Linked DNA regions of Mus musculus: region 2 is linked to region 1. A link is a contact called in public promoter capture Hi-C data. All regions are on one chromosome and are shown on one strand. Each heading gives the region's core, a stretch centred on a gene start, on an enhancer-like site or on the middle of the called end of the contact. The rest is flanking DNA. Distances are from core to core; before and after follow the strand shown. Region 1 overlaps Cnn3 (calponin 3, acidic). Region 2 has its middle 16 kb from the start of F3.

Region 1 (4,415 bases), core at 809-3,308:
TTTATTTTTAAACCCAGGAGTCCACTTGGTGCTGTCTGAATGGCATGGGTATAGGGTCACCTGGTAGAGCCTCTCCGGGGTCACATCCCTGAAGATGACTCTTATTTTGCCAGGATCTGTCATTTGCCAGTAACTAGGAGTGGGGCATCATGAATGAAGCCTTCCGTGCTGGGATTTTGGCAAGTCCTGAGCACGGGGACACCTGAGCTGTGCAATAACCCTGTCATTGCCAGGCAACTGCTTTGCTGCGGGCGTCTCCTTACCTTCACTTCTACAACTTACTCTCATTCTGTGCACGTTGACCAGTTGTGGGTCTCTGTCCCAAGCGCAAAAAGAAGCATCTCTCTGAGGGTGGGACTGCGTTTATCTATGTTATTAGGAACTTAGGGTGTTACTGTGTTCATTCAGCCGAGGAAGATTTAGCGGGGGGGGGGGGGGGGGGGGGATTCTTATCTCTGACTTAGGCAGCCGGGGGTTTTGACTTGTCAAGTCATGAGTAACGTTGTGTGGAGTGAGCCTTAAGTCCAATCAGAGAGGGCTTGCTTAGTCTTACAGCCTCCGTTCTGTTTCACCAGTGGTCATATCCTGCCAGGCCGGTTGCTTTCAGGGTTGTTTGCTGCTGTTTGCTTTTCTCTCCCAGTAGGAGACTGACTTCCAGTCAGTGCCAGCTTGATTCTTCCGTGTTCTATGACTTACCCCATGTTCTATGTTGCGTCTTTAGGGCTTAGCATCAAATTTTAGGGGGTAGCCAAGAAGACTGGCAATAACCTATAATGTCTGGGTGTGTGTGTGTGTGTGTGTGTGTGTGTGTATGGTTTCTATATCAGTAAAAAGAGGTATTTCATACCTGGTGTTTGGCTGTTAAAAATATTCTGCGGTATCTAGGTGAGGCTGTCCCTGTGTTACAGGGCAGCTCCACTTGACCTCTGTACTATCTATAGAAACAAGAGAGACCCTGCCTCAAAACCAAGGGGGAAGGAGAGAATTCTGAATTGTTGTCTGACAACACCCCCCCCCCCACATCATGCATACACACACATACTAATAAAAGATGATTTTTAAAAGCTATCCCCACAGTCCTGCAAAGAATATCCCCTGTAACAGATTCATCTCTATATTTGAAAAAGCAAAAGGATATTTTCCACCTGCATCCCACCATGTAGCTCACATTGGCTTTATGTCACCTAACTCCACTTGCCTCTGTCGTCTTGAGCTGGGATCGCAACTTCGCAACACTTATTTATTTATTTATTTATTTTAGATGTAATTTTTAATGTGTATGAGTGTTTTACCCCAGTATATGGCTGTCACCATGTGTCTGCAGGGTTGTTTTGTTTTGTTTTGTTTTGTTTTGTTTTGTTTTGTTTTTGATTTTCGAGACAAGTTTTCTCTGTATAGCCCTGGCTGTTCTGGAACTCACTCTGTAGACCAGGCTGGCCTCGAACTCAGAAATCCACCTGCCTCTGCCTCCCAAGTGCTGGGATTAAAGGCGTGCGCCACCACGCCCGGCTATTTTTTTTTAAGATTTATTAATTTTTATGTATATTAGTACACTGTAGCTGTCCTCAGACGCACCAGAGGAGGGCATCAGTTCACATTACAGATGGTTGTGAGCCACCATGGGGTTGCTAGGAATTGAACTCAGAACCTCTGGAAGAGCAGCCGGTGGTCTTAACTGCTGAGCCAATCACTCCAGCCCCGAGTCTGCAGATCTTGATGGTTCTAGTTGTAGACAACTAGAAGGAACTTAGTGAACTCAGTCAGTCTTGCTTGAAGTCAGTCTTGCTGCTGTGCAGACAGGAACTGACTGGATCAGAAGTTAGGCTCCTAGTGAAGACAGCGAGGGCAGAGAGGTGTCATACAGAAATGGACCCGCTTGCTGTGTTGGAGGAGACAGATTATCTGAGTAGGCGAGTAGTTGCTGCTTCCTTCTTGTCCCTCCCAGAGTCGTCACTATCCATACTTCCTGCTCCCCACTCAGCCCAGAGTGACCCTCGCTGGTATGGAATAAAAGGAGACCTTCCCAAGGACTGAGGGTACAAGAGCAGGGACCTTGCTGCGCACGGGTGTACCTTACACTGTGGTATGAACTCGCCTCCAGGCTGGATTTGATCCGAAACTCTGAAGTGCTGTCTCACAATAGAAACCTGTTGGGTTTCCTTTTGTAATCCTGGTTAAGCAAACACACAGCTGAAGTAAATTATCCATTATCCATTCCCGTTTCTCTAATTATGGGTAATGGAGTGTGAAGGGGACACAGTAATCCCTGAAATCATGTTTACTTCAGCGGAGCCGCCCCTTGGTGATGGGGGAGGGGAGGCACCTGCCAGCGCCAGCAGCTCTGACACTTTTCCGGGGCTATCTGAAAGCTTTCATGAGCCTACAAGAGGAGTGTGACTCTTTCGTTTATTTGACGTGAGAAATGACATCTTTGTTCACCTTGAGGGAAGACATGAAAAGCGGCCATTGTCGTGTCCTGTCTACTGAAGAGGAACCACAGTCAAGTGTGGTCAGTTGAGCTCATTTCTTTTTAAGACTCTGCTGACCTTCGTTGTTAGACATAAGCTCGCCAGCTTCTTACCTGTCCACACTGGCCCTGATGACCCACGACACACATGCAGCCTCAAGCCCTCCTCCGTAGCTGTGCTTGTGTCCTGCCAGGCTAGTTAGACCTGAACTCCAGGGACCTCCCCCTGAGCAATGTAGTGATGTGCCTGGCTCAGTAATTAAGCCTAATTATGTTTTATGGCGAGCAGACATCCCCGCTCTTCATTTCCATTTCTGACAGTTTAGTAATTGATGCCCAAGCTCCTATCTAGCCCCTGGGCTCAGCCTAAGTGTGTCTGCTTGGCATTTTTAGCTGTGCTGAATGAAAAGGCAAGAGTACATGATCTCGCCTCGCCTCCAGCTGCCAGCCCTGGCTGTTCTGGAACTCACTCTGTAGACCAGACTGGCCTCAGTCTCCCAAGATCCACTTGCCTCTGCCTACTGAGCTGGGATTAAAGGTGTGCTGCATGCCGTTTTAAAATATTTGTTCCACTTTTTTAAAAGTTTAGAGTGGCTGGGCAGTGGTGGCACAGGCCTTTTAATCCCAGCACTCGGGAGGCAGAGGCAGGCGGATTTCTGAGTTCGAGGCCAGCCTGGTCTACAGAGTGAGTTCCAGGACAGCAATGGATACACAGAGAAACCCTGTCTCAAAAAAAAAAAAAAAACAAAAGAAAAAAAAAAGGGGGGATGGGGGTTAGGTTTATGGTATTGTTGTGAAATTCAAAGGTAGTTTTTTTAAGTCCTGAGAACTGTTTTTAAAAATGTATGTTTAAAAGTATACGTATTGTGTTTGTGTGCCTGCACACTCGCATACAATGTAATGAATGCAATTGCTGTAATAAAAGGCGGATCCCAGAACTTTGGTAAACCCCTAGAATGGTATGTTCTAGATAGTTGAGATACTGTGTTCAATAGTCCCATCTCTCCCTGTCCTTCTTTGGAATGTGGTGATTCATGACTCAGTCTTTAAAAGTTTAAGGTCCAGCTGATGGCGTATTGCAACACTCTGCTAAATCCTGCCCCTTGCGTCATGCGTGACGGGGACTTCGTCTTGTATTGTTGAATTCTCCCCTTGGTCCCGGCTTCTCTTTTTATGCTCCTTAATGGACACTGCCTTCACTCACAGTCTGTGTGTAGTTACTGCAGCTGCAACAGCTGGCTACAGTCACCAGCAAACTCTCCTGCGTGGTGGGGAGAGCTACCTGTCAGAGCTGGGGCTTAGTGGACAATGAACGAAAGCAGATGGCATTGTGAGCCAGTGGTGTGTGTTCCCTGTTACTGAGTCCTTCTGAAATCCCGGAACTTGTATTTCAGATTGCATCCAAGTATGACCAGCAGGCCGAGGAAGATCTGCGCAACTGGATAGAAGAGGTGACAGGCCTAGGCATTGGCACCAACTTCCAGCTGGGGCTGAAGGACGGCATCATATTGTGCGAGTGAGTGGCCCTCCAAGCGAACGAGCGAGCGAGTACCCTTTCTTCTCTCCCACTCCTGTCTGTGGGCTTGTGCCTTGATTCTGGTTTCCCCATTTAGAATGCTGACCTTGATATCCTACCACTGTGTTATTCTTTCCCTCACTGACCTCCAGGGAATCAGCTTAATATTCTGGTTCTTGTTTTTGATCCGTAAAGCTCCATCATTGTAATTTTGTTTTTAGACTCATAAACAAGCTACAGCCAGGCTCTGTGAAGAAAGTCAACGAATCCTCACTAAATTGGCCCCAGGTAATTAATTGTCAGATGGGCAACCTCCTGTCCACCCCTTTCCTCCCTCTTTTCCCTTCCTTCCTTCCTTCCTTCCTTCCTTCCTTCCTCCCTCCCTCCCTCCCTCCCTCCCTCCCTCCCTCCCTCCCTCCCTCCCTCCCTTCC
Region 2 (4,415 bases), core at 1,200-3,699, 260 kb after region 1:
TAGACATAATTTAAGCCAAACCTTTCTGTTTTGATTAGCTCGTTTTTTATTCCCCTTTCCAAGAACACAATAATTATTCTGCTTAAAATGCCCTTGAGATTTTAAGATAATAAGTTTCCAATAGTTTGAGGCAAAGCTAGCTTAGCCCTGGTCATGGTTATCAGGATATAATGATTTATAATATATTTAAGCCAAGTCCGACAGTGTTGGTCTGTAATCCCAGATGTGGAGAGGCTGACATGGTAGATTGAAAATTCAAGGGCTGCTTAGGCGACACAGGAAGTCCAAAGCCAGCCCAAGTGACTTAGTGAGACTTTCTCAGGGCAAAAAGCAAAAGGAGGCTGAGAATACAGCTCAGTGGTAGAGCACACACTAGCCATACTGGAATAAGTGTGTGTGTGTGTGTGTGTGTGTGTGTGTGTGTGTGTGTGTGTGTGCGTGCGTGCGTGTGTGTGTGTGTGTGTGTGTGTGTGTGTGTGTGACAGAGAGAGACAGAGAGATACAGAGACAGACAGAGAGACAGGGACAGAGACAGACAGAGACAAACAGAGACAGAAACAGATGGACAGAGAGAGACAGGGAGACTAAGAACCAGTACATGAAATCAAGTACTATTATCATCAGAGAGAGAGAGAGAGAGAGAGAGAGAGAGAGAATGAGAGAGAGAGAGAGAGAGAGAGAGAGAGAGAATGAGAATGTTCATTTGGTAGGGGGATCCTGGGAAGAACATGGAATAGTGTTTGTATTCACTGGTTTGAAAAGACTTTGAGACTATGCCTATATTGAGGGTGTTTATGTTTAACATCTTAGCAAGGCTTTGAAGAAGTTGTATGTGTATACACATGGGTACCCTCAAAGATTTTAAACATTTCATAAAGAGCAAGCTACTGTCTGTACAAACAAACACATGAGATGATAGCGATTTTTTTTTAAAGACAAAGCTGGGAATTTAATTTTTGAAATTCCTCCTCTTGTCTCTTTTTGGCTGAGTATTTCTTTTCACTGTTTCTTCCTGACTACGTAAGCACATCACAACAATATGAAATAGCAGTCTATGGCGTGTGGCTAACAGGACATCAGGATACTCATTCACATCATCTCAGGTGGAACGAACATTCATGCTGTGGTCCAGAAGCATCCTTTGCTCCAGACAGCTGATTTTCAGGCTTAAAGCTCACTGACGAAAGCCATAGCCCTGCTGTGTGGATTGCAGGGAGGGAGCAGAAATGAAATGCTCTCTTTCTAGCTCATAACTACCAACAATTCAAGCTAACGTTTTCTGTCGTTTTGACTTTACTAATTACTGTATATTTTAATACACTTGAAGAATGAGATTTTTCACAATGACTCTATGAGGTAGGAAGAGGTGTCGTCTTTTACAAATTTGGAAAGTGGACTTAAAAGAAGTTAGCACTTGGCAAAGTGACAGGGCTGTGAATAACAGGACCAGAATCTGAAATCCAGCTCTGGCCAGGAGCCCAAGGCTTCACCACAGTAATGCACTAGCTTTCTTATACGTGCAAGATATCCACAGGGCAGATACCAGGAACCGAGCACAGGAACACTACAGGAGCCTAGAGAAAGGAAGACTTTGCTAACTCCAAAGGCTGGACACCTTGTATTGGATTTGTTTAAAGTAATGAAATGTAGCTCTCAAGGGGAGACAATCAGTATCAAATTTATCTTGGGTTTTGGCTCTCTTTTAAAACGGGCGACATGAAGATTCCATTTGGAGATTAAGAACTATGATGTCATTTGAGTAGATCTTCCCGCTAGAAATAGGAACGTTAATAAAACACATCAATGTGACTACATTGTGTGTTCATTGGGCAAAGAATGACTGTGAATGTCTGAGTTGACTACAGACATCCGGATAAACCTCTTCAGCCACTCACAATGGACCTTTTATTTCCTACACTGCTCAAATGAGCTCTTTCTTATGCTCTAAATAGCGACAGAGGAAGTCGCATTCTTCCAGTAATATCACCATAGGCCATGACATGGCTCCTTTGAAAGCTCATTTCCAATTTTTCAGAGTCACCTGTAGATTTAATTTAATTTCCCCCTATTTCAGACTCATATGATACATACATCATCTTCATATTAAAGCCTTGTGTTAAAATCCAGCTCAGACATACTGAGTGTTCATTAAGAAGGGTCCACTCTTCACTCCCCATAAAGCACAACTGTGAAGAAATAGAGAATCAAGAGGCAGAACTAGCCACAGGGACACCTGATCCATAGTTTCTTTCTGAAAGGGAGGAACAGAAATCCTGAGAAGATAAATGCCTTGCCTGTGGTCACAGAGGAGTAACACATTTATGATGAACACAGGACCTCTTTCTTTTGCCACAAGTCCATCCTTTATGCTCAGTCTAAATCCTGTGGTCAGAGAAGCCCTTGTTGTGAACTCTGGCCACCACTTTGCACAATGCTTGGAGCACGCAGTGTTGGAGCAACAAAGGTTGGTTGAGTTGGAAACTCCATCTAAGGCTGTTTCCCAGTAGGGCAGAGGTGAGGATTCTGAGTCTGGAGATGTTTGGGGAGGTTATGGGACTTTAGGAGGCGGAGTCTTGCTGGAGAAAGTCCATCACTGAGATGCTCTCGGCAACTTTATAGCCTCCTACCATTTCTCTTTGTTTCTCTGCGGTGACGATAATCGTCTCTCCTTTTTCTGCTCCAGCTATGTGCTGACACCCCCATTATTGACTGGTCTGTGACCATAAACCAAATTGAGCGTTTGTCTATAAGTTGCTTCTGCTCATAGTATTTTTTATAGCAAAAAATAAAGGTTAATAAATAATGTTTAATAAATTTTAAGTAATTTGCATGTTTTAAGGGGTAGTTTACAATGTGTTATAATTTTCAATATTTTAAAAATATATCTCACCTTTATGTATATACCTAGTCAGACTTTACTACATCTATAACAGATTATGTCATTGTAAAATAAGAATATTTACTATGAGATGAAGAGATGCTGCAGAGGTTAAGAGCATTAGCTACTCTTTCAGAGGACCTGGGCTCAATTCCCAACACCCACATGGCAGCTCACAACTCTTCCAGGGGATCCAACACCCTCACACCTACATACATGCAGCCAAATCACCAATGTACATAAAGTAAAAATAAATTGGATAAAAAAGAATATTTATTGAAACAATAACTCTGTCTCTCATAGCCATGTTCCTTGTCATTCAAGGTTAGTTTGTGACAGATCTTTTCTTTGTTTTTTTCCTAATGACTGCAATTTATCTGATCAGTTCAGAGTTCAGACAGACACCTGTGAGTTCACATAAATCTAGACCCACAGCTATGGGTCCCTGGTCCCTGGTCCCAGGAACCATGCACTTTGTCTAGTTAGAGCACAGTGTCTATCCTTCACCTCCAGGGCACTCAAGCTCGAGCCTAGCAATAAGTCCCTCCTTATACACTCAACATGTTGAGCATCTGCCATATATCAAGCCCTGTTCTAACTGCTGGAGGTACACACTAGTGATGAATATATAGGGATATCTGTGCTCAAGGAACTCAGTCTGGGAGGTAGAGAGAAGGATCTTTTCTTTTTCTTTCTTTCTTTCTTTCTAGAAAATAATTATGTTGGGGAGAAATTTTACTTCAAGTTTTAAAAATAATCAAAGTTTTTTGTGATGGAGCATAATTGAAATCCCAACACTTGAGAGGCTGAGGAAGGAGGATCAGGAGTTGAAGGCCAGCCTTAGTTACATAGTCAGTTAGAAGCCAACCTAGGCTATATGAATTCTTACCTCCGAAAAGAAAAGTATTTTTAAAAATCAAAACAGAACAAGAAGAGAATTTCGAATGTAGATGAAGAAACTAAATGTACCTCTGAGAGCCTCTGGCTTGTCTCCACCTTTAACACAGACCCTGGAGTAAGCAGGTGATGACCACAGAGTTGGCTAGCGTGTGTGTGTGTGTGTGTGTGTGTGTGTGTGTGTGTGTGTGTTTTAAGTGCTGCTTTGACTCATTTAATTAGTTACTTATTTTGAAACTCATACCTTATCTTTTGCATAGCAATAGATGTTCTGATTTAGAGTTGTGAAAATCTTATAACATGGATGAGGTGAGAAATGAAACACAACTACTTTGCAACAGTATTTTGGAGAGATAAAAAAAAAAGCATAAGAATGAAATGCTTACAATTGCTACCGGTACAGATGTGGGCAGAATGAGCCAGTAATGATTTATTCTACAGAGCAAACGTGACTCTTCCCTCCTGAGGATCCCCCCCCCCCCAATTTAAGTTAGCTCATAGCTATGAGCTGGCAGCCAAAGCCATATTTCCTACTTCTAAGATGGGACCTGTCCATGTCTCATGTTCGGGACATGCTGGGCCAGCATGCTAACAGCACTTTTCACCCATGAGGTTCCAGATGCCCATCATCCATTGTGCT

What was found. Capture Hi-C pulls out chosen DNA fragments and counts their contacts.
Region 2: a contact with region 1 is called in a promoter capture Hi-C map of liver. The contact joins two enhancer-like sites. A contact is called at or near these places in 1 of 484 Hi-C or Micro-C datasets (cerebral cortex) and 2 of 9 other capture datasets (adipose tissue and liver).

What each region holds. Positions count from the first base shown.
Region 1 is chr3:121,446,088-121,450,502 of GRCm38.p6, forward strand. It overlaps Cnn3 (calponin 3, acidic), which reads left to right. Exons shown (of 7, transcript NM_028044.2): 2 at 3,862-3,983; 3 at 4,205-4,271. Among named protein-coding and RNA genes, the nearest start is that of Cnn3, 22 kb to the left of the region's middle. Within about 2 kb of position 2,059, at least 75 of the 459 cell types and tissues checked have an H3K27ac peak or open chromatin away from gene starts, as enhancers often do. A contact at or near this core is called in liver, where this site is marked.
Region 2 is chr3:121,704,857-121,709,271 of GRCm38.p6, forward strand. No RefSeq gene overlaps it. Among named protein-coding and RNA genes, the nearest start is that of F3, 16 kb to the right of the region's middle. Within about 2 kb of position 2,450, at least 39 of the 459 cell types and tissues checked have an H3K27ac peak or open chromatin away from gene starts, as enhancers often do. A contact at or near this core is called in liver, where this site is marked.